Linked DNA regions of Mus musculus: regions 1, 3, 4, 5, 6 and 7 are each linked to region 2. Evidence: chromatin contacts called from public Hi-C, HiChIP or PLAC-seq and promoter capture Hi-C data. All regions are on one chromosome and are shown on one strand. The core of a region is the stretch at or near the end of the contact, and the rest is flanking DNA. Distances in the headings are between cores, read along the strand shown.

The links. Promoter capture Hi-C pulls out the DNA fragments that hold promoters and counts their contacts. HiChIP or PLAC-seq counts read pairs in DNA pulled down with a chosen protein or histone mark. Hi-C and Micro-C count contacts between places; a contact is called where the count stands out from the background.
Region 1: a contact with region 2 is called in a CTCF HiChIP or PLAC-seq map of CD8 T cells, with 6 read pairs. The contact joins two enhancer-like sites. A contact is called at or near these places in 1 of 15 datasets of contacts at CTCF or cohesin (CD8 T cells), 2 of 484 Hi-C or Micro-C datasets (embryonic stem cells and pancreatic cancer cells) and 4 of 115 datasets of contacts at active chromatin or transcription factors (T-cell acute lymphoblastic leukemia, acute myeloid leukemia, bone marrow-derived macrophages and 1 more).
Region 3: a contact with region 2 is called in an H3K27ac HiChIP or PLAC-seq map of thymic regulatory T cells, with 11 times the contacts expected there. The contact joins two enhancer-like sites. A contact is called at or near these places in 1 of 15 datasets of contacts at CTCF or cohesin (the NIH/3T3 cell line), 13 of 484 Hi-C or Micro-C datasets (B cells, the G1E-ER4 cell line, the HL-1 cell line and 5 more), 6 of 115 datasets of contacts at active chromatin or transcription factors (T-cell acute lymphoblastic leukemia, acute myeloid leukemia, bone marrow-derived macrophages and 3 more) and 1 of 9 other capture datasets (embryonic stem cells).
Region 4: a contact with region 2 is called in a Foxp3 HiChIP or PLAC-seq map of regulatory T cells, with 15 times the contacts expected there. The contact joins two enhancer-like sites. A contact is called at or near these places in 1 of 484 Hi-C or Micro-C datasets (regulatory T cells) and 5 of 115 datasets of contacts at active chromatin or transcription factors (effector CD8 T cells, memory CD8 T cells, regulatory T cells and 1 more).
Region 5: a contact with region 2 is called in an H3K4me3 HiChIP or PLAC-seq map of bone marrow-derived macrophages, with 3 times the contacts expected there. The contact joins two enhancer-like sites. A contact is called at or near these places in 3 of 115 datasets of contacts at active chromatin or transcription factors (bone marrow-derived macrophages, embryonic stem cells and large pre-B cells).
Region 6: a Hi-C map of bone marrow-derived macrophages shows a contact between it and region 2, with 4 times the contacts expected there. The contact joins two enhancer-like sites. A contact is called at or near these places in 1 of 484 Hi-C or Micro-C datasets (bone marrow-derived macrophages) and 1 of 115 datasets of contacts at active chromatin or transcription factors (acute myeloid leukemia).
Region 7: a promoter capture Hi-C map of liver shows a contact between it and region 2, with 3 times the contacts expected there. The contact joins the promoter of B3galnt1 here to the enhancer-like site in region 2. A contact is called at or near these places in 9 of 39 promoter capture datasets (the 3T3-L1 cell line, 3T3-L1-derived adipocytes, the HPC-7 cell line and 5 more), 1 of 484 Hi-C or Micro-C datasets (nephron progenitors) and 1 of 9 other capture datasets (macrophages).

What each region holds. Positions count from the first base shown.
Region 1 is chr3:69,466,868-69,470,174 of GRCm38.p6, forward strand. All of the region lies in intron 1 of Ppm1l (protein phosphatase 1 (formerly 2C)-like), which reads left to right. Among named protein-coding and RNA genes, the nearest start is that of Gm52607, 6.4 kb to the left of the region's middle. Within about 2 kb of position 1,969, at least 40 of the 459 cell types and tissues checked have an H3K27ac peak or open chromatin away from gene starts, as enhancers often do. A contact at or near this core is called in CD8 T cells, where this site is marked.
Region 2 is chr3:69,204,069-69,207,343 of GRCm38.p6, forward strand. No RefSeq gene overlaps it. Among named protein-coding and RNA genes, the nearest start is that of Arl14, 17 kb to the right of the region's middle. Within about 2 kb of position 1,778, at least 126 of the 459 cell types and tissues checked have an H3K27ac peak or open chromatin away from gene starts, as enhancers often do. A contact at or near this core is called in CD8 T cells, the HPC-7 cell line, bone marrow-derived macrophages and 7 more, where this site is marked.
Region 3 is chr3:69,697,812-69,701,286 of GRCm38.p6, forward strand. No RefSeq gene overlaps it. Among named protein-coding and RNA genes, the nearest start is that of Nmd3, 23 kb to the right of the region's middle. Within about 2 kb of position 1,675, at least 45 of the 459 cell types and tissues checked have an H3K27ac peak or open chromatin away from gene starts, as enhancers often do. A contact at or near this core is called in bone marrow-derived macrophages, microglia and thymic regulatory T cells, where this site is marked.
Region 4 is chr3:68,785,960-68,789,032 of GRCm38.p6, forward strand. No RefSeq gene overlaps it. Among named protein-coding and RNA genes, the nearest start is that of Gm35584, 26 kb to the left of the region's middle. Within about 2 kb of position 1,627, at least 41 of the 459 cell types and tissues checked have an H3K27ac peak or open chromatin away from gene starts, as enhancers often do. A contact at or near this core is called in effector CD8 T cells, memory CD8 T cells, regulatory T cells and 1 more, where this site is marked.
Region 5 is chr3:69,522,939-69,526,436 of GRCm38.p6, forward strand. The region is part of intron 2 of Ppm1l (protein phosphatase 1 (formerly 2C)-like); the gene reads left to right. Among named protein-coding and RNA genes, the nearest start is that of Gm52607, 63 kb to the left of the region's middle. Within about 2 kb of position 1,658, at least 73 of the 459 cell types and tissues checked have an H3K27ac peak or open chromatin away from gene starts, as enhancers often do. A contact at or near this core is called in bone marrow-derived macrophages, where this site is marked.
Region 6 is chr3:69,668,027-69,671,233 of GRCm38.p6, forward strand. No RefSeq gene overlaps it. Among named protein-coding and RNA genes, the nearest start is that of Nmd3, 52 kb to the right of the region's middle. Within about 2 kb of position 1,720, at least 14 of the 459 cell types and tissues checked have an H3K27ac peak or open chromatin away from gene starts, as enhancers often do. A contact at or near this core is called in bone marrow-derived macrophages, where this site is marked.
Region 7 is chr3:69,597,471-69,600,858 of GRCm38.p6, forward strand. B3galnt1 (UDP-GalNAc:betaGlcNAc beta 1,3-galactosaminyltransferase, polypeptide 1) reads right to left here and starts at 1,490. Exons shown (of 3, transcript NM_020026.4): 1 at 1,332-1,490.

The sequences.
Region 1 (3,307 bases), core at 719-3,218, 260 kb after region 2:
TCATTCAAGATGACTTAGGAAATGTGCCTGCCCTTAGTTTAGCGAGCTTTAGGTTATTAGGCAGTCTATGAGGTTGGGTTCTTAAATGGGCTCACACCAGTAATGCTTTGGAAATGGCCTTCCTCCTGCCCTACTGCTTCCACATCACCTCAGGTTGGAGAATACAGAGACAGTGCTAGAAAGCTAAGTAGTAAAGCGGTCAACTGGGAAAATGGCCGTTTCTCCTTCACCGCTCACTTTTAAATGCATGTGAGGCTGGCCACAAACTCAGGAACGTGGGACAGGATGGCATCTGATGACACCTTAGGGTGTCCACAGAGTCCTTTCTGTCACAATCCATGGAAGTGCATTGAGACGCCAAGTAGAAAGTCCTCTGAGTAGTTCCCTCCTGACATCTTCACACGGAGAACACAGATGGATCATACCACCTGGATGGCCTATGTGCCCACAACCCATGAAGAGAGCTACTGTGCAGAAGGGGCCCGAGGTTATCTGCAAGTGTCCTACTGAAAGTCTTCATTTCGAGCTTGTATTTTGTTTGTTTCTTACCCACTGGAATGATGAAAGACGTTTATTTTAGGAGGACCCACGTTCTTCAGAACTCGCACTTTGTTCCTACAGAGCTTGGCTGTAGGCTGTGAGGGAAACCAAGGAAAAATGACTTGAAGCCTGAAAATTTTGTAGACATCAAGTAACGTAATATTCTGGGGCGGTTCAGGAGCAGTGTGGGTAATGCTACATTTGATAAGGACATTAGAGCTTTTAGATGCTCTGGATCTCTTTCTAATGTGAAAATCTCAGGATGGAAAGGGAGTCTGGCCCAGAAAGGAGGTCATTCCTGTTTGAAGGCTCCAGATCAGGGAGAAGAAAGTGGAGCCAGCCAAATCTATCCTGATAATGGTGGGACAACTTCCAGATGTGGAAGTCACCCTAAACCTCCCATATTTTGCTAGAAAGACATATAATAGAGCTTATATAAACTGGCATGCTACAGAAATGCAGCGTCCTCAGGTTAGGTGGTATTTGGCAAGCGTGCTATTGCACAGCCTGCTCGAGTTTCTGACGTATATGCCTTCAGCTAAGCGCAACACACAGCAATTCATGCCAGGTGTGTTCTAGCAGGGTAATGTTGCCATGAGTTAACAGGTCAGCTGTGAGGTTTTTGCAAAGTGAGCCTAAAATATGAACTTATATGACTTATATGGGTGATAGGAAACATGTCACATTTAGACTTCCTTTTAGATCTCTTGTTCTGTCAGCTTTTTCCTGGCTTAAAGCCTCGTTGAGGAAGGGCTGTGGCTTCAGATTACCTAGCTGAGCAAAGTGACTGTTTGCTCCTGTTTGCTTCCATTCCCTTTCATAGCAGACTGCATCTGTGCAAACAGCTCGATGCGCAGGAAGGAGAAAAATCAAGAAGCCATCCCTGGTCATTGAGATCTGCTCTTAACAATTCTGAGTATGAAAACCACATGCTATTTCCAAATGAGAAGCAGTCATGGCCATTTTGTTTTGCAGTGGCTGCTCTGCAGGTCTGGTTTACCAGGCTTACTGAAAACCATTACTTAAAAGCACTACATTTGCATGTGTTAAGCCTGAACTCTGAATTCCAGTTCGTACTCACGCTGCGGGTGGGTGTTGGAAATGGGGATCCTGAAGTTTTCAAGTGATGAAATGATTCACTGGAGTCTGGCATACTGCTCTAAATTGATCCTTAACAGTAACGTTTGTAACCTGTCATTTCCATGCTGGCTGTAATGCGTTTAGGAAATGATTCTTTGCATGCACGTATTACTGCAAAAATAATCTGCCGTGACTGGAAGCAGAGGACCAAGTCCTTAACTTCATCATCTCAGGAAGTCCTCAGATCTGTGCCTTAATGAGATAAAAATGATGCTACCCTGTTTTTAGAGGACCCTGAGGTTTAGTTACACCAGCCAACTTCTGTAGTAACCTCAAATGTAATTATCAGTGAAAGAGAAGCAGGCACTTGAGAGGAGGAAATGACTTACACAGAGGTGTCTGCTCCTGGGTTGAACAGTTGTTTCCGGGGAGAGAAGACAGAACCCACTCAGACCGTCCACTGCCCTTTTCTGGGGAGGGGAGGGGGCTTAGAAACACATGTCCTGTATCAAGGACCTCTGAGGCAAGGCCTTGACTGAGAGTCTCGTCCACTGTCATATCTGGTCCTATTCTCTCATGCATCCTTGTTTCTTTTCTCTGCAGATGCATAACTCACACAGACACCCCCCCCCCCCATTGCTAGGGGTGTGAGAGGTAGGTCCAGTCAAGGAACTGCCACCAGATGTCATTCTGACCTTAAATGGGGTCATCATGATAGCAGTCTCTTGAGCCCCCCCCCCCCCCAACTTGCACAGCTTATTACAGATGTAGGGCCTGGGTTGGTGGAGGGAGTTCCTTAAGGCGGCAAAGCACTTATGCTTGTTTTCATTTCAGATATAATCCAAGGAGCTTGGTATAGCCCTATAAATAATCATAGATGCTCCCAGGATGCCTCATAGCACATAGTATGTCTGCAAATGAACCAAGAAATCAAGAACCATTAGGTATTCTACCTAAGGTCAGCGGTGTGCAAATAGACACTCTGACGGCTGACAAGGGGACCAGGGACTTTTTGCTGTATCTCTGCTTTGCCTGAAGCTCTGTGTACAAGGAACACCCCATGACTGAAAGCAAAGATAAGAGCCCCTAGCCTGTGCTACTTTAATACAGCAAGTTGGCAGAGACCCCTAATCAAAGCTGGGCTGTGTTATCTCTTCTATCCAGAAGCGCTCTCAAGGAAGTAATGTTGGGGAAGCAAAGGAATTTCTACTTGTGCCTTTGAAGTTGTATGGTCTGCTGTGGCTGGTGTTAAGTCGTGCTTTGAGGGGTTTAAAAGCAGGGAGCAGCCATAGAGTGAGAATATAAGGCAACTGTTTGTGTAGCTGTGTTCAAGGCCTAAATTTAGCTTCTGTAAGATATTTGTTAACCTCCTTTCTGTAAGGTACCCTCCATCTGCTGCCTGCTCCCTCCCCCCCCCCCCCCCCCCGCTTGCCACCAGCCTCCCTTCGTGGCTGTCTGACGTCCTTCTTTACATTGTAACTGTGGCTATGGTCCAATGCCAATGACTCTGCATGGCAAATTAGAGACAAACCTTTTGGCAGTGAAACCCTTACAAGCTATATGGTTTGTTTTTTATGCCAAAAAATATTTTGGGGTTTGTGGCATCTGTTATTTCTATCATGTATATGTTAGTGATTAGCATGTCTGTAAGAAAAGCTATTTGCCTGTCTCCCCCTATAGCCAGTCA
Region 2 (3,275 bases), core at 528-3,027:
GATAATATGATGCTCCCCCTCTTTCTTTTTAAATTTTAAAAAGAATTTTAACTGCACATATATGCATATGGTATGTGCATGCACATGCAAGAGTCTGTGGAGGCAGAAGAGTACCAAATCTCCTGTGAGCTGCCTTCTGTAGGTGCTGGGAATTGAACTTGCATCCTCTAGGGAGAGAAACCAGCGCTCTTAACTTCCCGAGTCACGCCTCCAGCCTGGTCTGCTTTTATCGTTGAGCTTTCTTAGGTTTAGATCTGCTGTTCCTCCCGTTCCCCACCTCACCCCATGGTGTGCCTGGTTCCCAAATATATGGTAGAAGTTTGCTAACACTAGACACTGAGAAGTTTCCTGTTTTGTTAAGGATTCTATGTGGTGGGCCAGATATAGCTCAGATGGCAGAGTGTCTACCGTATGCACAAAGTCCTGAGTTTGATTTCAAGGACAGCATAAACTGGGTGTGGTGTCGTGTGCCTTCAGCCCTCCCGCTGAATTGACGGAGGCAGAGAAATCAAATGTTTGAGCTCATTTTCAGCTATATAGGAAGTTCCACCCCAACCTGGAATACATGAGCCAGGAGAGACAGCTCAGACCTTAAAAGTGCATGCTCCTCTCTCAGAGGACTTGAGTGAGGTTCCTGGCACCCATATTGGGCAGCTCACAGCCACCTATAACTTGAGCTCCTAGGAATCTAATACACTCTTCTGGCCTCTGAGGGTACCACTACACTCAAGAAACACACACACACACACACACACACTCAAAAATAATCTTAAAAAAAAAAAGAAAAAGAATTCTATTTGGTTTCAAGTAATAGAGACCAACACTGTTAAAGTGGGCACACACACCAGGGTTGGTATTCCTCATATGAAGAAACTAAAGGGTGGGGAGGCCAGCTAGAGATGTCATCTGCCGCAGCATCAAACTCCCAGACTCCCTTGCCTGCTGTGCAGCCATTACCTTCAACATTTCCTTCAAAGGAAAGTTGGAGACAAAAAAATCTTTAAGAACACATCACCATAGTGGCATATATAGTTTGTGTCTGAATCTATGTCTATATAATTGTTTCTCTGAACTTTCTGAAAATATTTTCATGAAAAGTTGTGTCTGTGTTGCATGTGTTTTACTTGCCAAATATTTAATAAAAGGCAGGTATACTTCCTATTTGGCTTGATTTAAAAAAAACACACTGCATATTTTCCATGGTTGCATTTGTTTCTCTCTGTTTACTGTCTCTTCTGTCTGCTTGTGCAGGTTTTATACAGACCTAGCGTTTTAGCCCTGGTTACTCTTCTTAAAGCCTCCTCCCCCATTCTCTCAGTAAATGACGACATCATTTCCCTGTTGTTTAGATAAAATCGAAACTCAAGGGCTATCTGAAGCCTCCATCTTTCACCCCTATCCAGCAAGTCCCCCTCCCCCTCTGGAGTCCTCCTAATTTACACCTTGAGCCTTGAGTCTGATCAGATTCCACTTCCTGTCCCTGCTCCTCTAGTCTGGTATGGCATCATCTCCAAGGAAGACAGCTTTGAGAGTCATCAGCCCAGACCCCTGCCTCCACATTGCCTAGCCCCACTGCTGGCTTGCTACACAGCAGCCAGGATAGTCCTCACAAGGGGTTTCCCTGCTCACCACTGTCCAGTGCCTTCCAAGAAGAATCTAGAATAAACTCCAAGCCCCTCCCTGTGACCTACAATTTCTGTACAACTCCTGACCTTTTTAAAAACTGCTGTCTCATGTTCCCCAGAATTCCCCTTGTTGACAAGGTTCCAACTGCAGCCCAGGGCTTCCGTCTCCTAGCTCTCTCTGACCAATGCGGCATTAGAGCTCTGATCTCACTTCTGTTGTCTGTCATAAGCCACTTTTCGTGCCACCTCCTCTGTGAGGCTGACACCCATCAGCCTAGTCACAGGAGTGTTACATCTCCTGCTTACTATTTTTAGTCAACCATCAGCACTGTCAACCCCACAGCACCGTTGATGATCAGATATGATAAGTTTGTCTATTTCCTCTCCTGCTTCCTGCTTGCCCTTGAGAGACATTCCTCCCCGCATATCCAGAGCTTGGTAACATGTATGATTAAATGCTCTATAAATATTTGCAAGCAATTATTTTCTTATTAGGACTGAATTTAACTCATAAATTAGTGAGGCATGGTTTCTATTCAGTTATTTTTGTGAACAGCTATAAAGTTGTGATATTTTCTTCATACAGATTCTCTGCATGTGTTAGTGAGAAAATGTCTAGATGATTTACAGTTATTATCGCTACTTTGAATGAGCATCTTTCTCTGTTATCATTGGCTAAGACGAAAGCTACTTTCTATACTGATGGGTGTGGCTGGCTGCAATGCAAGCCTGTCACCCAATCTCTAGGTTTTCTAAATGGATATGACGTCTGTAATTTTTTTTATAGTCCACTTGATACAGGACTTTTTGGTGAGTCCCTTACACTTTTGGGCTCAGTGGGTATTATTACATTTGATGGAAATAGTATATTAGTGGCATTTTAATATTAAATATTGTTTATATGGGCCTGGAGGGAGAGCTCAGCAGATAAAGCAAGCACTACGTTTTCAGGTTTGGTTCTCAGCCAAACCATCTGTAACTCCAGCTGCAGGGATCAGATAGCTCTGTCTTCTGCATTCATGGGCACATGCCCTCACAAAGTCATGGGCACGTACATGGGCATGTGCACGCATGCACACGTGCGCGCGCACACACACACACACACACCATTAAAAGTAAAATAAATCTTTAGAATTTGTGTTTGTTTGATGCTCTGGCTTACAGCTGGCAGATGAATCTTTTTCCTCTCCTTTGTGAAAATCACATCTGATGTTTGAGTAGGCTGTGTTGGAGTCGGCACCTAGTCACTAGGTATCCAGAGGGTAGGATTCTAGAGACCATTTGTAGGTGAGCAAGAAAGCAGTCATTGGTAAGAATATGAGGACGTGCAATGAGCTAACAGTCCAAGGAGGCTGAGGAGACTCGTGGCTGGGCCACCATTCTGATTTCTGCAAATAATCCAGGGAGCAGAGGACACCCTCCACCCAGAGTTGAGAGTCCAGCAGGAACAGCAGGTGTCGAGACCCCCTCAGGGTCCTTTTTGTTCAAATCCCCAAGGAGGCACTACTTCACAGGAGAAGTGTTCTCCTGGTCAGGAGAGCTGTGGGCTCCAAGAAGCTGACACAAAGGTCCAAATAATCACAGAAGTGTTGAATTTCTCTGTGCCTTTCCTCTGCAAAATTTGCTGGCCTTAAACTTAGCATTGAAACA
Region 3 (3,475 bases), core at 425-2,924, 490 kb after region 2:
AGAGGTTAACAGTGAGGAGAAGTAAAAATAGAGATGAAGGAGATTAGAGGGGTCTGAGATGAGAGAGATACTCTGAATGAGAAATATTTAGAGGAAGAACCAGTAAGTAAGAGACAGGCAGGAAGAAGAGTTGAGGAAACATGAGGCTGACAAAGACAGAGACCAGAGTCAGAATCAGAGATGTGCAGTGAGACAGAAGGATAAACCAGGGTAAAGGTGAACTATAAGAGAAGATAAGTGACAGGATATAGATGTGATAATTAGATAATATCCAAAGAAGCAAAGACAAGGAGGAGGAAGAGGAACAAAAAGATATATATATATATATATATATATATATATATATATATATAGAGAGAGAGAGAGAGAGAGAGAGAGAGAGAGAGAGAGAGAGAGAGAACATTGCGTGAGATCTCCATTACAGTTAGGAAACAGGAGCAAAGAGAGGTAAATGACAGAGACTAGAACCTAGCAAAGTGGCACATGCTAATAATGCTAGCACTTAGAAATGATCAGTAAGAAACAGGGAGCCAGGAAATTAAAAAGAGATAAGAGAAATGAAATGCTGGCCACAAGAGTCAGGAAAACTAGAAAACTTAGATGTTTGAATAAGTCAATAGTGTGTTGCTATGCTGAATTCCACACCCCTAAGCCCCTTACCCCATAAAAACCCCTAGCTTTCTAGCCTCGTAGCTGACATCCGTTATCTCCTGTGTGGGATGCATGTCGGCCCGGAGCTCCGTCATTAAACGACCTCATGTAATTACATCAAGATGGTCCTTCGTGATTTTTTTTGGGTTCAAGCTGAATCAGGAATTGAGTGGGGGTTTCCCCACTAGGTTCTATCACTCCTAAGTATGGTAGAGAAAAGGTTATTCTAGATAAAAGGGAGACATAGCCAGAGGCAGACATATCTGGGAAATTCCAATGTGGATATGACCAGGCTGAACTGGGCCATGTGAGGAGAAGGGGAGGGAAGGGAAAGGGGTGAGGGGTAAAGCAGGTGCAGGAGTCAAGAGGCCAAAAGCACACACACACACACACAAAGAGCGAATAACCAAAGTGTCTGGATTTTATAGGGAAGGGCACTCTTTTTTAAAAAACATTTATTTATTTATTATATGTAGGTACACTGTAGCTGTCTTCAGACACTCCAGAAGAGAACATCAGATTTTGTTACGGATGGTTGTGAGCCACCATGTGGTTGCTGGGATTTGAACTCAGGATCTTTGGAAGAGCAGTCATCGCTCTTAACCACTGAGCCATCTCATCAGCCCCCGGGAAGGGCATTCTTAAAGACAAAGGCCACAATTTACTCTTGAGAGATCGGGGTTCTGAAGGTGTGATAGAATTGCAAAAGGTCTTTCACATTTCTGCAATTTCTGATATTGTCTTACCAGCCTTAGTCTGCTCAAAGAGCTGACCTCAGACCAAAGACGAAGTCCTCAGCTGCTACAAAACATCTGTCCTTTTCCCTTTGAAAGGTCCTGGGAAACAGAGATGACCGTCACCCCTGCTCCAGCTTCTTAAATATAAGTGAATCCCACCAGGGGCTAGATAGGACCCATTCTTTTCTTGGTCTTCCTTAAAATATCAGTAAACATCTTGTGTCTTGGGCTGTGAGTCCAGTCATGCACACACATAATGATGTTTCAGTCAGCAGTAGACTGTGTGTCTAACAGTGATCTCACAATATTTAGTTACCTAATAATGCAGTAGCGGTCTTAATCAGATAAGTACAGCCTGCAACTTTTGCAGAGAAGAAAAGGAGAAATGTGATCATTTCCCCACCTACAACACACACACACACACACACACACACACAGAGAGAGAGAGAGAGAGAGAGACAGAGACAGAGACAGAGACAGAGACAGAGACAGAGACAGAGAAACAGAGAAACAGAGACAGACAAAAAGAGGGAGATAGAGAGAGAATTTAACCTTAGTGAATTGGCCCTGAAGAATACCTGCCTGGTGATTAACAGAAGCAAAGACAGGTTGTTTTATTTATGTGCCTGGAAATACACAGCCGACAGTTGGAGCAAAGATGGCATTTATTGCACTTTAGTGGGCAGGTCTGCACAGTTCTAGCGGCTTCTTGCAGCCTGATGCAAATGCACAGTTTCCCTTCTGATTTGGAAACTCCCCTAGAGAGAGGTTTACAGCTGCTGAATTTGTGCCTCCCCCAAAGAAATCAAGAAACGCCCTTCGAGGAAGTTGAGAGAAAGCTTGAGTAATGGGGCATTTGACTTTAGGGAAATAGCTACCTCCAGAAAGCTAAAGATCAGCTTAGACTTCTTTCTGCATCTCTGCAATTCAAAAGCTTTCAGTTTAAAGTAATCTAGTCCCTGGGGCTTAACGACTTGAGCCCATAGAACAAATGTACAATATGCAGCTTAGTGGGAGAAAAGGTACATTTATTTGCAATTGTACAATAGTCAAACTGTGGAGACTCAAAGATAGCCCAGGTGGTTAAAGCTTAAACATACAAGGAACAGAGCCATGAGGTTTGTAGGCAATTGTAGAGAGGGGGGGGGGCTGGTTTTTAAAGGAGGTAAGCAGAACTGAAAAATAGACAATGGTCCTAGACAAAGGTCACCTAGGTCGCAGACAGTGTGTTGCCAGCTCCGGTCTCCTTGTAAATTATTCTTGTGGGAGATACAACATTTAAGTAGCTGTGGAAACCTTGGGGGAAGCATACTCTTATGCTGGGGAAAGGAAAAGATGCAAGAGATGCGGGCAGGATAGGAGAAGATCAGATTAGACGCTGGTTGCAAGCCTTCACAGTGGCAAGAGCTGTACTGTTAGGCACCATTTTCTGAACCCCAACAGCTGTGGTTTCTCCTGCTCCCCTCCCTCACTCCTGTCCACCTTCAGTTCAGACCCAGCCCAGCCTAACTTCTAAGATTAGATGAGATGGGGCATGATCAGGGGGTATAACTGGACTCTTTATATTCATGTATGTGCACTCGCATATATATATATATATATATATATATATATATATATGTATACATATACATATATAAATGAATATTATATATATGTATATATATATATATATGTATACATATACATATATAAATGAATATTATATATATGTATATATATATATATATATATATATGAAGAATGCACACATAGTTTGTGAACTGTTTTCTATCCCTACCGTATTTAATAATTTTACCCTAATAATCTAGTTGGTAGTTACTAAAAACAGTGTTGAGTCGTATTTACTAAGAACAGGGTTGAGTCTTTCAGATAACCACTTCAGCAGACTTCCCATCAATCCTATTCCTTTTTTCTACTCTACCATCTATTTTCTGATGTTGCTAATTGGTTCAATGATGCCTTCTACAGCTCTGTTCTCCTCCCCTTTCCAGCACAAGATCCCACTAGATTCAACTAGTATGCTATCTTTATTTATCATGGGTTTCTTTTGTCTAAATATGAAAAGTTTTCTTGGCTTTTATTGA
Region 4 (3,073 bases), core at 377-2,876, 420 kb before region 2:
CAAGAGAGTAAGAGAGAGAGGAGGAGGCAGGCAGCCCCTTTTATAGTGGGCTAGGCCTATCTGGCTGTTGCCAGGTAATTGTGGGAGTAGAGTTTAGACAGAATACCAACATTAGGTATGTTTCAAAAAGCCACTGGAGAGTATGCAGGCATGAGCACAGATTTAATTCCATCATCACTAACTGTTTCAAAAGTAGTTCTGGGACAAAGCCTTGCCCGTGCCTTGCCCATGCACACTAAGGTAGACATGGTAAATACTGGAAGGGAGTGATGGATGGATGTTGGCACTTGGAGGAGTCAGAACGGATTTAGCAAGCAGAGAAGCAAGCGTTAGGAAGACACACCCTCTGAGATGGTTCTCAAGCTGCTGTCTGTCACAGGTAAACTTGAACTCCCTCTCAGTGGTGAGCCCCGTGAAAGTCTGCTGCAGTAGCTGGGCTCAGTCAAGAGACCAGCCTCTATCTTGTAACTGTGAACTTGGAAAATGTGACTCTGACAACTGACAGCCCTGAGGGCCGACAAACAGGAGCACAGACACTAGAGTGCTCTGTTACTGCCATAAGTTCTCACCTAAGACGAAAGCTCACAGAGAACTATTCGGCCCAGGAGAGCTTTGCAAGAAGTCCCAGCCTGTTACCACCCCATAGGGCTGATGCTCGTAGGACATGGATACACCCATGAACACAAGAGGGAACATGGCTCCATGAAACTCTCCACCTGCTTCCTGGATTCTGTAAACTTCCCCATGGATTCCTCTCAGGGAAGCTCTCCTTTGCCCTGCCCTTCTCTCATGCCCTAGATAGATGAACATTGGACCAGATATCCGTCAGATGGCAACCTAAAAGAAAACTAGATTCTCCCCGGGGCCCTACCTGGACCCAGGTCCTCAGTCCCACTAAAGGATGTTTGGACAACAAAGATCATTACTACTCTGCTGTGCTCACAGTAGGATGCTAAGAGAGCACTGCTCCAGGATTGGGCTATGGAGTAAGCCACTCCCACCTTTGTATGATTTGAGCCTCTGCAGCTTCCTGGCTCTCAGCTCTTCACAGCCTTTAATCTCTCTGTGCTGCTTAGGTAAGTCAGTGTGTGTAGCACCTGCTGCTTAGTATGTTATACCTGCACAGTGCCTCTGGTTATTAAATAAAGCACAACATATAGAGTGTCTAGCACACTGCGAGCCCTCTGAAACAAGTCATGTTATATAAAATATTAGGGGCATTTCCTGTCTGATCCATCGTTCATTCCCAGTATTATTGTCTTAGACATGTAGGGAGCCTTGACACATTAACTGGTGGGATTAGTTCTCCAGACATTTGTTTCCTGAAGTCTGTCTGGATGCGGAAACAAAGCTGACTGGAGAAGTGCCTGCCTTTGTGGGGTTACTATCTAATGTCAGTCAGCAATGACTAAATGAAATCAACCCTTGACAAATAATAAAGAAACCCAGGGAGAGATCAGAACTAGAGAGCAAGGAAGAGTTCTGTTTTAGATTCTGTGAGTTGAGATTTCCCAGAGGAGGTGACACCCAGGAAGATGAAGGGGCCACAGAAACAGTATGTGCCAGAAGAAAATGTCAGTTTCGTTCAGCACCGGAGATCAACAGTGTGGGTAAGCTGGGATGCTTTGATCAGAGGAAATCAACATCACAAGCTTTTAAGAAGCCTCTTCCTTGGAAGGGCTCCCCTCCTCCTCCTCCCCTGTCTCCTCTTTGCTCTGACTACAAACAAAGCCTTTTCTACCTTATCCCTGCTTTTTCCAGGCTCTTCATTCAAATTTTATAGCCCCTTCTTCCCCTTTCTGTTCCAGACCGCTTTGATCTTTTGCCCTTTTTCCTCTCTAAGTGTTCTGTGGCCCTTTTCTGCAGAAGATGCACATTTTCGGCAAGGCTCTCATCCTTGCGCCCTCAGAGACTATCACAGAACAGCTAAAAGTGCTGAGCGCATTAGGGAGGCAGGAGCTGCAGACAGGGGGAAGGTCAGAGAGAGCTGAGCCGACACAAGGCCTGGGCAGGAGTCCCAGGACAGGTGTGGAGGCTCCAGGGCCACTGTTGAGGGATCTACCAACTAACTGCACATTACGGGCTTAGGGTCGACCCTGTTAACCCCTCCGGGTACCCCATCCTCTCTCTGCTGAGTTCAAGGCTACTGTAGTGTACACAGGAGGAGAGTACACACACTCAGGGGCTCTGTCAGCTTCTCCTGATTCTGACAGCTCAAAGTGAGGCCCATAGACAAAGCTTGGATGACATCGGTCAATGGGGCAGCATTTTGTGCCAGTCACCTGGGACCTCATCCTAGTCTTGTCAAATTGTACCACTTGTACCATTTCTGGTACCCAATATAATTTTAAAAACTAGCTCATTTCCTTTCTTTTCTGGAAAATCTTTATATCAAACTCAAAAAGAAGCAAGCAATAGGCCCTTAAAAAGAAATACAAGAAAAACTAACAGATGTGAAGGGATCGCATCGAGAGTCTCTCAAGTCTCCTGATGCTCGCTGAGTACTCTGAGCCTAAAGTTCTCTTCTGTCTGCTAGGAGGAGAAACAGAAATCAAAGACAAGCACACATGCAAGACGAAGAGGGTGCATGAGCTAAGATAAGAAGGGGCTCGGCTAGGGGAGTACTTGCTTTTGCTCTGATCAGTAGCTGAGAATTAACGGGGAAAAGGCCCTCAATACAAATGCAGTTGTGTGAAGGACTGGGTGAACCTAGCTCATGGAAGCTCATCAGTCAGTGCATTTGTATAGCAGGTCCACTCCCTACACCACCAAAACATTCATTCATTCATTCATTCCTTTTATTTCTGTGTATATGTGCCTGTCTGTGTGAATATATGACATACGTGTACCTGCCCATGGAAGTCTGAAGAAGGGATCAGATCCCTTTGAGCTGGAGTCACAGGTGGCTGTGAGTCACCTGATGTGGGTGGTGGGGACCCAACTTGAGTCCTCTGGAAGGCTCACTTAAGCCCTGAGCCATATCTCTACCTCTACACCTACCTGTTTGCCAAGGACTCCAGCAGTGGCAGGATATTGCCTCTCCAAGTGGACTCCTAACCAAGCCCCCTGCACT
Region 5 (3,498 bases), core at 408-2,907, 320 kb after region 2:
TGCTCTGTAAAAAGCAACAAACAACAGCAAAACTAAACAGCAAAGAACATCTTAACGCTATTGCCAGGGTGAATTGAAAAAAAAAAATAGAATGCCACAGAATGCAAAAATAAAACAAAAAAACAAATTTCATTTTGGAACAGAGACTCTGAGCTCATCAACCTACCTGTTCATGCAAAGTTAACACTATTTACTTCCTCACCTAATTTCCTGTTCTCCAAAGATCTCCAAGTCTTCAGGACCTAGCTGAAAGAGCTTGGTACTAGCTCTAGGTTGTTCTACCCTCAGAAGGAAGGGCCCTTGTGCCAATTGTGTTCAGGTCTACTAACCCTGAGCTTTGATGTGAGACTGAAGATTTCAGTAGTAAAGGCCATTTGCTGACATCCTCTTCCATGGCCTATTTGTCCTTGATATGAAAGTGCTAACCCGACTGTAGAAAAAGAAATGGCATAACAGCTTGCCAGGCCTAGGGCAGTTGCTGTCTGCTGCTAAGGCCTCCACTGCAGATGAAAAGCAAACAAACAGAAAAAGAATGCGAGAAAAGAACTGAACATGAGTCGGCTACAGCTTCATACATCAACGCTGTTACATCCAATTGGCCGCATTGATTAAACTATAAGGAAAACAAGGAGACAGTGGCCACCAGTACTGCACGATTCTGTGGCTGGGTCACCGTCATCACGGCTGGTGAACTGTGCCGGGTTCATGCGGTTTTGAAACTCGAGGTTTATGTCAGACCTCAGTATTCTTAATAGGAAAAGACAGAAGAAATGTATAGAGGCATTTCACACCACACAGTCTCCAGGCTGCTACCCAGGGTCCCACTGCACTTGTTCCCCCATTGAGCACTTCTGTTCCTTTTCCTTTGAGACAGGGTCTCTTTGCATAGCTGTCCTAGGCTCACTTTGTAGATCAGGCTGGCCTTGAATTCTCAGAGCTGCTTCTGATTCCCAAGTGCTAGGATTGAAGTCAGGCACCACCTTGCCTGCTCACTTGTGGGCTTCCATAAATGAGTTTGTATATTCATGACCTACAGTCAGAGAAATATCCTCTATATACTTTTATTTACTATGGGCATATGCATTACAGTGCATGTCTGGAAGTCAGAACAAGTTGCTGGAGTCGATTCTCTCCTTGGACCTTGGGGTCCCCAAGGATTGAGCTCAGGTCATCAGGTTTAGGGGTTTGGTGCCTTTAGCTCCATTATCCAGTCCATTATCCAGCTATTTTTCTGACCCCAAGAAACACCCATTTAATGAATAATAATGGTCTGAAGTAACTACAAAAGAAAAATCTACATGCTTGCCATTAAAGTAGTGAATTATGCTGTCTGAAGAACAGGATGGGGCAGGAACCCCATGATCACTTTACATTTTGTGAGACTCCTGCTCTAGATGGCTTTGAAGCTGCGGTGTCATCAGATGGCCAGTTGCTTAGGAATGGAAGACAGTAGCTGCTAGTCACAGGGACAGCCAAAGACATCAAGAAGCCCATTTCTGCCAACACCCTGAGCGAACTTGGAAGAGGCTCTGCTGCCATTTCTGTCTCTTTGGAAGGCTAAGCAGAGGCCCTGGCACAGCTGGGCCCAGATTCCCAGTGCTCGGGAGAGTAAATCTGGGCTGTGTGAAGCTGTTAGTTTTGCAGTAAGTTGTTGTGCAATAGACTTGGTTATTTTCATTTGTTATGCCACAGCTATGACTCTGCTGCCAGCCTGGCTCTGGCCTATGCTTCCTCCCCTCCTACAGTTTCCATGCCATGATCCTCTTCTGGGTCTGGACTGGTGTTGCTACCCTCTCATAATAAAAAGAAGGCTGCTGCTGATGGTTTAAATTCCTACTTTTCCCCAACAAAAGCAGGGCCTGGTGGACTACTATGATTGTAACAGTAGGTGATATAAAACATGAGTGTCCCCGCCTTGATATTGTACAGTCACTGTGTTGGCCACAACTACAAAGATGAAATGCAATACAGACTAGGGCACAGCTCTTGCCCACGGCTCTGCTCTCCAGACAGTCAGCTGAACTGTGGAAGAAGGCAGAACTTCTTTCCCCGGGGCCACACGCCCACTCTTTCCATGGTTTCCTCTCGTAAATAACCGTGTGTAGATAAGCTCTTTGCTTACAGTCAGGTGGATTCACTATTTAAATAATGAAATTACCTTTCAGAAATGGCACACTTCTTTTTTAACCGATTTATGAGTCAGTCCTTAGAAAGCAACAGCAAGGAAGCCAATTCTAGTTTTAGATCTTCATTTCCCTCTAAGTTTGAGTCAGGCTGCCCCTGACTTCCTGTGTTTCATGTCCCAAGCACACTATTATTTGCCCCAGTAGCTGGTGAATATGTCTTTAGAAACACCATCCTGAGACATCCAGAATGGCAGGAGTGCAGAGCAGCCGTTTGTTGTGATGCCTGCAGCTGTTTCCGGGTGGTGCTTCCAGAGTTCTGTAATTAGAGCACTTTCCGCTTGTACCATGGCCCTCGTCTGAAAATGGCCATGTCGAACAGAATGCAAAAATCTGCTTTCATGGCGGGTTTGGTTCTACGGTGAGCTCTGTACACCTGGGCCATTTTAACCAAAGATAAAATTAGAGGAATTTGATGAAAATGAGTTGTAGTCATCAAAAGGAATTTGTTTATGCTGCCTAGATTTTTCAAATAAAAATAGAGTACTAGCCAAATCCATCAGTCACAGCTGAAGAAATGCAGGCCAAGAAGCATTAAATCTCTGCTCATCTAAATCCCAACACTGAAGTTGTTCACTTAGCACTACAGTTGAAAACAAAAACAAAATGTACACAAGTGCATGTGCATGTGTGTGTGTGTGTGTGTGTGTGTGTGTGTGTATGTGTGTGTGTGCGCCTGTGGTGTGTATGTGCCTGTGGTGTGTGTGTGTGCATGTGTATGTGCATGTAGTATGTGTGTATGTGTACATATGTATGTATATGTGCATGTGGTATGTGTGTATGTGTGTATGTGTGTATATATGTGTGTATGTGTGCATGTTTAGAAGCTGTGCAAGAAAACATGTTGGTTTTTTACCTGAAAGCCGATTTTTATCACTGCCCCTTTAACAGTGTTCAGAAATGAATACTTGATGTTCTTGTGAAGGGAACAATCAGAAGGTAAAAATCCTCCCAAAGTGTTGTTCCTTTCCTGACTCTGCTATGTGAGACTTCATAGAAAGGGCTTCTTGTATGGGGCCCTTTTGCTTCATTTCACATTGATCATTTGCCACCCTGATTTCCATTGTGGATGCTCGAGTTGTGGTTCAGCAGTCTTCTCCATTCTTCTCTATTCAGCTAAAGTTGGATAGATGTGACCATGCTTACTGTACATGCAGAGACCAGATTGGGGGTAGAGAGAGGCAGCCTCTGTGTAAGAGGGCTAGTGGCATTAGGGTGACTAGTCACATGAGCTATGCAAAGAAAGAATGATGTTGTTTGTTTGTTTGTTTGTTTGTTTTTTTAAAAAGAGCTCCCAGACTCATTGCTATGATGA
Region 6 (3,207 bases), core at 470-2,969, 460 kb after region 2:
GATTCACCATCTCTGCAAGCAGCTGCTGGTGCTTTGCTTACTAGAGAATTGAGGACACACTCAGCAGCCTGAGGGGAAAAGATGGCTGACTTCCACAGAAACCATCTCTTGTATACGTGGCTGTTAAAAAGCTCCCCTCTCCCAATTGGCAAATCACTTGTCCTTGCAGGAAGGTCAAAATTAGCAGTAGAAGTCGAAAGGGATAAATGTTGGGCTGGGTAGTTGGCCTATTGGGCAAGAGCACTTGCTGCACAAACATGAAGACTTGAGTTCAAATCCCTCATACCCTTATAAAAAAAATGGTCACAAGTACCTGTGATCACAGTGCTGAGAAGTAGAAACAGAGGAGCCACTGGGCTTTGCTGCCTCTAGCTTCAGGTTCAGTGAGAGGCAGAAAGTGAAAGCCAGACACCCAGTATTAACTGATTTCCACAGGGACTCCTGCATATACACACACGTGTACAGTAAGCACATGTGCATACATGTGCACATACATATACACTTGTACATTAAAAAAATTAAAAGTTTGTTCTCCAGGCATTATTATGTGGCTATTCTAAATAGAAACACCCTCTCAGAAGTAGGAGGGAGTCATTTAAGATAGGCAGCCGAGGAAGCAAGGCTTAGGTAGCTTAGGAAGTCCCAATACACACCAGGCAGGGAACTCTGGCATGCAAGGTTTCTTGAGCTATCATTGTGCTCATTGGTGATACATTTGTCTTTGCATCAGGTATAAACCTATAAATGACCCAAACATCTATAGGCTCACCAAGCTCGACTTGAGTGGAGTTGTGTCCATGGTCTGTCATAGGTGGCCTCATTCATATCTCCTCAGGAAAAGTCAGTCACACAACAGTAGTTTAAACATAATTTTGATCAGTTCTTAGCCATCCAGATTCTTTTCCTGATATAACATTTATAATGGATCTAGTTGAAGCATTGGCCCAAAGTGTCATGGGTTCTAAATGAGATGTGTTACACACCTCGGTTACTCAGAACACACGCTGGCCACATTTGGTATACTGAGAGTCCACGAGCAAGGGGAGAGTAGGCTGGCGAATGTGGGTGGTGTCGGAGCCCAGATCGCACTGCCCTGCATGACCCCACTGGTGCTTCAACTCGACGCCTCAGGAATCAGTGGGCTTGATCTGATCTGCTTCAATGTGCAGAACTGTTTGAGACTACATGAAAACCTTTCAGATAAGAAAGCTGAAAGCAAAGATTCAAAAAGACTGAAGAGTGCCAGGGCATTACTGCTTTGCTTATTGACTTTTTAAAGCCTCTGCAACTTCTCCCTATTGCTCTTCATAAGTGATGTCTCTCTGTATGCGTCTACATGCAATCTCCTTCTGGAAGGTAATATCGTTTCTTAATTTCCTCATTTTCCCCATCAGAGCTGAGTGATGTAGAGAAGAGCTAACACATTCTAGTTGTTGTTTTTTAATGCACTATGTGTGTGTGTGTGTTGTGTGTGTGCTGTCCAGCACTTGCAGAATTCAGAGGGTAGTTTTCAGGAGTCAGTTCTCTCCTTCCATGAAGTCTCAAGCTAGGTCCTCACAGGTGCCCTTACCCACTGAGCCATCCTGCCTTACCCACTGAGACATCTCGCCAGTCCTTAACATTTTCTATTTATTTGGGCCGAACGGTCTGGGTTCTGCATGTCAATGTACTGTGCACAACTGACTGAGCAAATGACCACGTGAGGGCCAGTGAGATGACTCAGAGGAGCAGAAGTGCTTATTCTGCAAACCTGACAGCCCGAGCTTGAGCCACCAAACCCCTCGTGAAAGGGAGAGAGAGGAAAGCTAAAGTAAAACTGAAAAGGGAAAGAATAGAAAACAGAGAAAAACGATCTTTCCCAGGAGCAATCAAACGGTCATCTAACTTTTTCTCGCTGTGGTAGACGGCAGTCTCTGCCCAGCGTGGCTTTATGTCACATTTGTGTGCTCTTCTCATCCAAAAAGGTAATCGTTGTAAGAAACAATGTACTCTTAAGTTTTGCCTCTGGTAATTGCCTCTATAGTGTATGGAAACTCAACTTCATATTTAAGATATTTCTTGTTTCAGCCCTGATGAGTTTGTAATTTATTCTAGTCCAGAAGAAGTTTCAAAATGGACTCTCTCCATTGTGGCCAATTTTACCCATGAGTCAACTCTCATCTGGTTGTAGCAGGAGCTCTGCCCTGACCTATATAAAATCCACACAGACAGAAATCTGTTGGGGCTTGGTCTGGTGCTGCTATGTATTCAAATGCTAAATAGTGGGCCCCCAAGATCTGGTTGCCTCCAGATGAGCAAATTCTCACATATACCAGTCTTTGCTTTGTAAACCTTGCTCCCCAGTCTAGTTGGCTGTGATTGGGCAGTAGAGAGAGAAAGGAGGGACTTGAGGATTGAGTGAGAGGTCTTGGGAGAGACCAGGAGAATAAGGAGAAAGGAAGTGGAGAGAGGAGACAGGCCAAGAGCACAGTGGACCCTGAGGACAGGCTGATGGAAGAGGAATAACCCGGGCGAGACTCAAACAGCGAGTAACAAGGGTCATATGGCTGGGGTGGAAGTTACAGGAGCTCACACCCTGTCCAATCTAGCCTTACAGCTTGCAAATAAAATACCAGGATTTTGTGTCTTTTATGCGGGCTAGCTGGAATCTATAATTCATTTTACAGAATTCCATGCATCTTAATCAAGTCTCCTGTGACTACTGCGGTCCACAGGTTTTGGCTGGTAAATATTTTATATGTAGCTTTCTAGTAATACCGTTCATTTCATCAATCAATAGCAAGTTGACCCCAAGATTACTGAAAATTTGGAAAAAAGATATAGAATATTGAATTATTCATTTTTAATAGCCAAGGCAATACATGTTTATTGCTCTGGAGAAATGACTCTTGATTTTTTTATTAGAATACATATCAGAGATTTCAGAATAGTACAAAAAGGACTGTCTTCTTGCAGATGTGTTGAGCTCAGTGGGGACAACTTGTCAGTTATTATACATACAGGGAGCACGATGTCCTATATCCAGGGGGCTTAGCCCCAGCATGGCTCAAGGAAATTCTCAAGATGTCATTTTTTAATAGTTCAATTTCATAAGCATTAATGAGCAAAGCACAAAGCAAAGCGTATTCCTAGTGATCTCTTAGATGTAGGAGATGACAACTCGATCTCTGTTTACTTAAGTGACAGACACTGGTACACAGAAGTCTC
Region 7 (3,388 bases), core at 240-2,739, 390 kb after region 2:
CCCACTTCTGACCTTACCAGGCCCTAGGCATGCCTCTGGTACACATGCATACATGAAGAGAGAACACATAAATTTTGCTTTAGAAAATATTTTTTAAGTACTATATCATAATGCTACCACAGCTAAAATCAATGGTCTCTCCCTGACAAACTGCATCAGCATCAGCTGGCTCTTCCTTTCTGGATAGGCCTGGATGCTTTCTTCTTCTCTCTTCTCGTCCCATTCGACAACCAAGAACAATTTCGATAATGTAATAGTTTTTAATGCTGCAGCTCCCTGGTGGCCATTCATTTCAATCAAATCTTCCAACGTGAAAGAGAGAAAATGCCACACTTTTCTCTCAGTAAAAGGAAGGCCCCTTCCTAGAGTTATGAGGTGTCAACACTTCAGAGAGCTCAAACTCCCTGCGTCTGCCTTAGACACCCAAAGGTAAAACACAGATTTCATCTGGGTGAAGACTGCAAATCGTCCTACCTCCCTCCAAAAACAAACCGTTGGGCAATTCCTTACTTGGCAGTAGCGTTTCCTAACAAAGCAAGCTGCTTCTCCTAAAGGCTGGGAACGGGGTTTGTGGGAGGGGGGTCTACTTAAGTCAAAAATCAATGCCTGCCTTTTAGTCCTGCACCTTTTAGTCCTGCAGTCACAAACACAGCTAGCTCTCCGTGCTGCAGCTGGCCGCATCCTTTACAGCCTGAAAAAGTAAGGCTCCCTCCATCTAAGAGTTCCTTTACAATGCTTTGTACATTCCACTCAGACCTTTTATTAATAATGTAGCCTTAATCTTTAGGAGTCTCCTCTTTCCAAATCTCCCATTCCCTTCCTCCTCGCCACCTCTCCCCCAGGAAGCACTCTCCTACCCTAGGGACCACAGGCCCTTTCCCGCCTAGAATGTGCGTTCCTCCCTCCGGGCCTGCAGCAGGTCCATCGGCGTGGCGTGCGGACAGTATTCTCCACTTCTCCTTGGTCGCGGTGACAACCAGGCCACCACTACCTCGGCCCCCGAGGCTTACATAGCTCAAGGCAGGGCAGGATGGATCCGTGAGGCCGCGGTGGCCCGGCTCGCCAAGAGCACTGGACGCCCCTCCAAGTGGCCCAGATTCTCGAGTCTCTCGTCCGGAGCCTCGAGACCCAGCCCCGAGACCAGGCGCGGAGGCCAGAGCCCAGGGCGTGGCAGCTCGCGGCGCCCCGCTCCACGGAGGAGCGAGCGGCGCCCGGGGCCTCGAAGCCCCGACCCACGAACCTAGAAGGCTGCGCCGCGAGAGAGAGGGGCGCTCGGCAGCCGCCCAACCGTCTCCCCGCCTCGGCCTCCCGCCCGCCCGCCCCGCACTCACCTCCCGTGCGCCCGTGGTACCCGCAACGGTGCGGCCCGCGCTCGCTCTCTGCGCGCGAACACGGACTCCCCGCAGCCGCACGCACGCCGAGCGGGCGGGCGCGCGCCTCCTTCACGCACGCGCGCGCGCGCGGGGTCCCTGCGTCCGCAGCCCAGCGCCGTTATCGCTGTTATCGCCGCAGCTGCCGGCCTCTGCCGCGGGCGGGCGCCAGCATCACGGCCACCGCAGGCTTCGCCTAAGTCCTCCACCTCCAACCCCGGCTCTCTGCCTCGTGCCATCTTTTGACAGAAAGCAAGAAATTTTATTTTTGAATGGAACCACCTTCACCCTAGGTCCTGGGAGAAACAGAGTCAGTACAGAAACACCCAGCCTTCATGACCAAAGGCTTCTCCCTTCTCCCTTCTCGGGGAGATGCCTAAATGTGTAGCCCGCAGATTTCCGCCCCAGGGCTGACTTGGAAAGGAGGAAGCCTTGGCACATTCAGAAGGCTGTTTCTCCTTTCAGGAGTGCGGGAGTGGGGGTGGGGAGAGGAAAGCTTTGGTGTATGTGGACCAGAGGCTCAGAGAGTCCTGGCACCCCACCCCACCTCCACCCCCACACCCTCAACTGCCTCTAGAAACCGTCTAGTGCTATGAACCCTTGGTCAGCTCCACTTAGTCATCTCCACCCAAATGGTGCCTCTCTGGGAGAAGGGAGAAGCCTTTGGTCATGAAAGCTGGGTGTTTCTGTACTGACTGTTTCTCCCAGGACTTAGGGTGGAGGTGGTTCCATTCAAAAATTGCTTTCTGTCAAAAGGCCCCTGGAAACAAAGTGTCATCTGAAAACAAAGACCCATTCTGGTGTCTTGGCTTTAGGACTGTGAACAGGTTGGCCTCACTCCACCTAAAAGGAAACAGTTTTTCAGTGAGCACCTAAATACAAGCAACCAAAATTTAACAACAATTCACAAGAATCGCTTTCCCATCCTTCCCTAGACGCTCTAGGTTGCGTTTCTTAAACTAGTGACTTCAACATAGCCGGGATCAGCCTTATCGATTTGGAGAAACTAGAATTCTACAATATCACCTAGTATGTACGCCATGTTCTTGTCGGAAAGCCACACCGACTTCCTAGAAAGATGATCTTATCAAGATTGGACTATTGCCTCTATGCGTCCGTGTAGAATATATAGATGTAGCACAACCTGTTTTCTTTCGTAGCAGGACTTTTAGAAGTTGCTCAGTTCTGTTTGACTGCTGTTTTGCTCTCCCAGCTCAGTAATTTAAGTTCTTGAACCAGAAGCGGGATGTAATGGTAAGACTCCTTTACACACTGCATGGAGCTCTGCGTGTTATTTCCATGGGGGGAGAATATGGACTCTCAAACACAATCTCACTTGACCCAAAGCTAAAACCATGGAAGTAGGGAGAGGTATTCTCCAAACTGTTCCATGATAAACAAACACGGAGAATGTTTCTCTTCAGTGGTTAATAGGCAATATGTCGAAGATTTTGAAAATTCTTTGGAGGAGTGTATTTTCAATTCCTTAGAGAACTGAGAGTACTTAAAACTGATGTGTAGATAAGACAATAAATAACACTCCCAAGAAAGTCAGATGGCATGCCCTTTAGATAAGCTCATATGACCAGCCTTTAACATGAAAGCCAGCTGTCTAGAGTGTCATTTAACTATACAAGACAATGTCAGAGACATGGGAGCCACATCGGTGAACAAGACAAACAAAGCCCTTGAAAATTCAATCACACACAGGGTAATTTCTCTTGGTCAGACTTTCTGTAGAGGTGTCACGGTAGAGGGATATCATAGGAGCGTCTCAATAAGCAAAACATCCCTGAAGTCTGATGACATTAGCAAACTAATCAGTTGTCCCTTTGCATTAGGTGCCGTGAGTTTTCAGTACAAGGAATTGTGACATCAGTCATGAGACTTTTTGTTTGTTTGTTTGTTTTTGTTTTTGTTTTTTGAGACAGGGTTTCTCTGTATGGCCCTGGCTGTCCTGGAACTCACTTTGTAGACCAGGCTGGCCTCGAACTCACAAATCCGCCTGCCTCTGCCTT